2 separate regions of the Rattus norvegicus genome follow, and region 2 is linked to region 1. The links are chromatin contacts, called in public Hi-C maps. All regions are on one chromosome and are shown on one strand. The core of a region is the stretch at or near the end of the contact, and the rest is flanking DNA. Distances in the headings are between cores, read along the strand shown.

Evidence for each region. Hi-C and Micro-C count contacts between places; a contact is called where the count stands out from the background.
Region 2: a contact with region 1 is called in a Hi-C map of the A7r5 cell line, with 2.4 times the contacts expected there. The contact joins the promoter of Polg here to the promoter of Mfge8 in region 1.

The regions. Positions count from the first base shown.
Region 1 is chr1:142,487,941-142,491,165 of GRCr8, forward strand. Mfge8 (milk fat globule EGF and factor V/VIII domain containing) reads right to left here and starts at 1,491. Exons shown (of 9, transcript NM_012811.3): 1 at 1,338-1,491. The coding sequence starts at 1,410.
Region 2 is chr1:142,807,138-142,810,362 of GRCr8, forward strand. It overlaps Polg (DNA polymerase gamma, catalytic subunit), which reads right to left and starts at 1,701. Exons shown (of 23, transcript NM_053528.2): 1 at 1,580-1,701; 2 at 91-859. The coding sequence starts at 698. Trnar-ucg1 (transfer RNA arginine (anticodon UCG) 1) reads left to right here and starts at 1,930; the gene lies at 1,930-2,002.

The sequences.
Region 1 (3,225 bases), core at 241-2,740:
CCATTAATGAGCACCAGCCCACACAGCTCCCTCGGCAAGGGCCTGGGGATCCTAAGGCGCTGTGGCAGAACTATTAGTCACTTGCTTTAAATAGCAGGTTAATCCCCTCTGACCTGGAAGGGCACAGACACAGCCTCACATGGAGACTCTGGATCCGCCAAGGCCTAGGCACCCCATACCAACAAGGGCCCAGCTTCTAGCCTTCCCTACAGCTGCACCTGGAACCAAACCAAGGGTCCAGAGAGGAAATCAGAAAGTGGAAGGTGGCCAGCAGCAGCGTTGGGACTGAGGCTGGCCACCTGCATATGAGACCCGGAGAGGCCAGCTCCTCTATAAATCCTATGGGACTTCAGGGTCCTGCTCTGGGAAGTGTCTCCAAGAACATTTGGCAATGTTGTGGAGAAGGCAAAGATAAGGGGTAAAAAGGATCAGAGGAGACCCCAGGCATCTTTCCAGCTGAGTGAACAGACTAGCAGTTCCCAGTTCGTGAAAGCTTGGAGCACCCAATGCCTTCAGCTCCAATCCCGAGGTCAGATCCTGTGCTAGGCCGACAGAGCTGAGCCTAGCTGTGATCGCTCCTGCCTGTGATCTCGCCAGTCCCATTTCTATGAGAAACGATGTCGAGGCTGCTTGAGCCGCTCACCGGCCCCACGTGGGCACTGCTTTTTCATGATGAACTCTCCACAAGCATCCCGCAAGAGGCCCAGACTTCTACCGGGGACCTCAGAGCGGAGGAGGAGGGCTAGGGGAGATAAAGCAGCCGGCCAAGGCCAGCCGGGGGCAGGAATCCCTTTTCTAAGTTCCAGACCCGCCCCACCTATAGTCAGTCTCTCGCACGGGCCCCTCAGTCCTTTCTTCCCTTATCTGATCAAACACCAACAAGTGGGGCACAGAAGTTCATTGGATTTTCTAGCCAGGTGGGTTCAGAAGAGAGTTTCTGGTTAAGTTAACTGGAGATGTACCCTCACAAGAGTACTATATTCTCCCAAATTGTTAGGATTGGAAAGCAGACACAGTTCGGTGGCCTCATTTTACAGACGCGGTAAAAAGAGGCAGGACGCAGCGGATTCCTTTGTTATGTGTAAGTCACATCCCCGGGGGAGGCTGGGCTGTCACCGGGTGTCCAGGGTCACCGCTCGGTGCAAAAGCTAGGATCACAGCCTCAAGGCCCCAGGGCAGAGCACGCAGAAGCACGTTCGCCTCTCCTACCCGGATGCAGCCCCTGAGCGTCCCCCTCCAGGCTTTGCTCAAGTTTGTCAACAGTAAAGATAGAGGGAGGGCCCCGCTGAGAACTTCCGAGCGGCGGGCAGAAGAGGGGCGAGGCCAGAGGGACTCACCGGACGCAGCGAAGAGGCCGGAGGCGCAGAGCAGCACACCGCACAGCGCGGCCAGCACACGGGAGAACTGCATGCTGCGGGACGCGGGAAATGGTCCACAAGCTCCGATGCTGGGACCGGAGAGTTCCTGCGTCCGCTCCTCTCACAGGGGAATAAATCAGGCGCTCAGCTCCGCCCACTGGCCCCAGGGCTCCGCCCCGGACAGCCCCGGGAGGACTCTGGGCGGAGCTCCGAGACCACAGTGGGAAGAGGGAGGGCTGAAGGGGGGTGGGGGGGTCCAGTGCCTCAGCCTCCCGGTGAGCCACGCCCTTCACCCCCCGCTGCCAGTCCTCAGCCTGAGGCCAAGTCCCGCTTCCTGAATGGACTGGACCGGAGAAAATTGCTCTGGAGGAAATTTTAAAAGGGAGCTCGATGATGGAGTGCTTCCCTAAGCATGCTGGAGACCCTGGATTCGATCCCCAACCCAGCAAAGATAAGTCGATAAAATAAAATAATCCAGGAGCGGTGGTGGCTCATGCTTGTAGTGCCAAGTCTTAGAAAGCTGGATCAGGAGGATTAGACAGCAGTTCCAGATCAGATCCCCAGTGTGTGCTCCATCCATAATGAGTTCCGATTAGTCTGGGCTACAGAATGGGACCCTCTTTCCTAAATGTGTTTGTTTATTGATTATTTGTTGTTTAGTTAATTAAAAATAACTGTTTAGACTTAAAATGCTAATTCTTATTGTAATGAGAGAATAGCAAATTCAGGCTACAATGAGTCCTGTGTTTCCTTTATCAGATTGGCAAGTGTCCGGCTGTTAACAGCAGAGGCTGTGGAGCAACAGGCCGAGGCATGCGGACCTTGGACAGAGTATGAGCCAGCTCAGCCTCTTTCTTGGGAAATAGTTTTCAAAAAGACAAAGACCAACACCTTAAGACCTAGCAGTTGTGCTCAGAGATGCACACTCATTTCATCAGACAGACATTGTGCAAAAAACGACACTACACGATGACATCATAATGCCTTTAGAAACGATGAAAAGACCAAAAAAGAAAAAAAAATTGTCAAACTTGTGTAAAAGTTCCAAATAGGAAATACTTTAGGATTTTGGCCAGCGTGGTGGTTCAAGCCTACAATCCCAGCACTCTGGAGGCAGAGACGAGAAAATTATAGAAAGTCCAAGGCTATCTTGGACAACACAGTGAGTCCTGGGCTATCCTGACCACCAGAGTGAGACTCTACTTCAAACAAACAAACAAACAAACAAATAATAGAAATAAAAATCTGGCTAAGCAGATGGCTCAGTGGGTAGAGCACTTACTGAGCAAGTGTGGTGACCTCAGTTCAATCCCCACAAATCCTTTGGGAAAGCAGAGCCCAAGTCCACAAAGCTGACCTCTGACCACCACACCCCCCCCAGTGTGCCAACACACATACACACTAATGGCGATGATGATGATGAGGAGGAGGAGGAGGAGGAGGAGGAGGAGGATATTATGATAAAGTCATTTAAAAGTTTCTGACCTATAATCCCAACACGTGCAAAGTGGGGGAAATTAGACCAGGAATTCAAGGCCATCCTCTGCTAGACAAGGAATTGGAAATCCAACTTGAGCTATGTAAGGCCCAAAGCCTCAAAATAATAACTACAAGATGATGATGATGGTGATGACGATGGTGGTGGTGGTAATGGTGGTGGTGGTGGTAATGGTGGTGGTGGTGGTGAAACATTTTAGGATTTGTGGGCTATAGATCTTGGCGACAAGTATAAGAAACATACTTGTCCTTAGAAAGCACTTTGACTACAAGAAAATGAGTATTTCAGGGCTGACAAGAGGACAGAAATCAGAGCCTGAAGGTGAGGGCTTTCACCACTGACAGGCAGGCCACGGGTTGTGTTTTAATC
Region 2 (3,225 bases), core at 451-2,950, 320 kb after region 1:
CCGCGGGAACTCAGAAAGTGTTCACTGAACCAAACCATTAAGCTGGGCCCCCTTACAAACGGTAGACCCCTGTTCCTAACCCCCACTTACCAGGCCGAGGGGGATATGGCCACCGCCAAAGTGGGGCAGGTTCCCTCTGCCAAGCAGACCTCCACGTCGAACACCAGGGCCCGCTCCTCGGGGATGGCCACGGGTTCGGCCTCCCCCTCGGGGCCGTACCGGGTCCAGCCCTCCGCCCAGACCCACTTCCTGGGCTGGGGGGGCAATTGGGCCTCCGATAACGAGGCGGCCGCCTCCAAGTACGGGAGGCTCTGCTTCTGGGCCAGGAGGCGGAAGTGCTGGTCCAGGTTGCCCCCGAAGAGCCGGGGCAGGCGCAGCTGCACGTCTGGCAAGGGCGTGGTCGGCTGCCCCCAGAGCCCGTGCTTCCGCAGGTGCTCGATGCTGCGCTGCACCGCGGCCTCGTCGGGCACGTCCCCTCCGCACCCGAAGATTTGCTCGTGCAGGCCTCTCGACAGCATCTGGATGTGCAGAGGGTTGAGCCGCAGCTGCCCATTCTCTGAGGAGGGCATTTGCGACTGCGGCTGCCCGTCGCTGGGGACGGGGTCGAGGACGGAGCTGGAGACCCAGCGTCCTGTTGCTGGTACTGGCCCTGAGGCGACTTTGGCGCCGGCCACCTTCTTCCAGAGCAGGCGGCTCATGGTTGGTGCAGGGAGCCCCCCGCTGTGAGTCGGGACACCTGGCTTTGGGCTCCAGCTTGACTGCTTTTTACTGGCCGAAAGACTCAGAGAGAGACACGTCCCCTCTCTGTGTTCCTGTCAGTGAAATAGGTCTCACCATGCCTGCCTTCCTCACACAAATCCTAAAGGAGACAGATGATAAAGTGTTATTACATGTGTCACGTACTTGTACAAACAACTTATCCCTCATCAAATCTGCTGCGTGCCAAGCATTTTCTCCACTTGATCTTAGCCAAAAAGGCCACAGTGGTGTAGGGGCATTTTTCAGTTACGCCTCCAACAACCTTAAGAAATGGCACTGCCCCTCCCGACGGATGGGCCACACAGGCTCATCAGTGAACTTGGAGAAGCCGCTGGAGATGCTGAAATTGGGAGACGCAGACCAGAGTTGTTCTGGCTCTCCAACTGCGTGACCTTGGCCAAGCTCCTTAGGCCCCGACCTCCTCCTCTGTAAAATGGGGTTAAGGACTCTAGAGCCACGGACCACTGCTGTCTGAGTGACAGAGGGCGCGCTCGTCGCACGGCCCTGACCCCAGCAGGCGCTCAGCAGACAGCAGCTGCCAGTACCACCCCGCCGGCGGCCCGAGGGCCTAGCACCCCAACTTCGAACCCGCCAGTGAGCAACTGCTTCAGGGTCCGCACCCACACCCGAGCGGGCCCAGGACGCTCTACTCGGGAGATCGGCGGCAACCCCCGCGCACCCGGACACCGGGTCGTCGCCGCAACCGCCGCGATGCGCCCTGAGACCGGCCGCCGCCCTGCTTCCAGCCACGCTCCGGGACTGGAGAGGGAGCAGCCCCGCCGCCGCGCCCGGCCCTCCCCTTGCCGAACCCGCCGGAAACCTCGGTCTGTTCCGCGCTTCCCGTCCTGCGGCAGCCCACAGCCCTGGCAACGACGCGGCGTCCGCTGCGCGCGGCCCACGCAGCCTCCGGGTGGCGTGCGGTCTGGAGAGCAGCCGCAACTTCCCGTCTGCGCGAACTGGGTCCCGCGGCTACCCAGAGGCAGGCGGGAGACTCCCCGGAGCATCCAATAGGAGCGCCGCCAATGGAGCCGCCCGCCCGCGGGGGTGGCAGAGGGACTTCCGGGTGAGGCCCTCTGAAACTCCCCTCCCCATGGAGAGCGTGGACCAGTCTGAAGCTAGCCTGAAGGCGGCTTTACGCTTTAGGCTAAGTAGAGACAGCTTTATGCTGACGGCCGCGTGGCCTAATGGATAAGGCGTCTGACTTCGGATCAGAAGATTGCAGGTTCGAGTCCTGCCGCGGTCGGATCATGGTTTCTTTCCTTTTTCTCCGTCATTTCGTCACCTCTTCATAATCCCTTCGGAAACGAAGCGAAGTAACTGTAGTAGGTAGAACCAACTTCTATTCTAAACCAAATTCTTGGAACTCAAGGATGTGAGCAAACAACTGTCAGGATGAGACATTGCTGAAAATGTGACAGCGGTGGAGAGGCGTGTCCTGGTGCAGAGCGGAACGAACGGAGCACGTGCTGTCCGAAGTCTAAATCCGTCACCTACGGACAGCAAAGGCTTGGCTCGAAGTGAAGCCCTCCTATCCCGGGCGATGATGGTGATGGTGATGATGTTGAGTCCGATTGATCGCGCCCACCGGTCGCAGCTGAAGCACGTCCTCCTTCAGAGATCTGTCAATCTCCGGGTCCACCGCCTGTTGTTCCGGATGTTTCTGCTCCCGGCTCTCCGTAGTGGGTCAGCTGCAAAGAGTCAGGCAATACGGACCCGGGTGAATAACTGGGACCCAGGAATTCAAGTCGAGAGTCCCATGCGAGGAAAGCAGTGATCGGGGTTGTTACAGACACACACACACACACACACACACACACACACACACACACACACACACACACAGCTAACTAGCTAAAAATTTCGGGCCTCGCTGAAAGGCAGCGCCCACCCCACGCCCCCAACCAGTGCATCCAGCACGCTGAGAACTGTGTACAGGAGAGAGGGTCTTCCGATTTTTTTCAAGTCAGGTTGGTGTGACTCTATCCGCTTTTACTGTCACCAGCAGGGAGGAGGACTAGGCCAACCAACCTTTCTCCTTTCTGCTTTTCTTCTCAGATTCTTCCCCTTCTTTATTCTGTTTTTTTTTTTGTTGTTGTTGTTGTTTTTTTTTTAAACGATGAAGTCTCACGTTGGAACTTGGTAGCCCTGGCTGCCCTTCTGCCTCAGTGCTGAGACTACAAATATCCACAATCTAGCTTTCTGACTGAGATATTCTTATACATTTTTCTAGATGTACTTAATAGACACAAAGTGATTTTTGTTTGTTATCGGTTTTAGATACATAAACCAGAGTCAGCCACATAAAAGATTCCTTATTTTGTGATTCTTCTTGCTTTTACATAACTTTGCTCAGTTGATTTTTTTCTATAACGTGACGAAGGACAGGCCCTGAGCAGGAAAAACAATTTCATTTTTATTTCATAGTCTCTTACTGAAATTCAGTGTTCTCTTCGTCTGTGAGCTTAG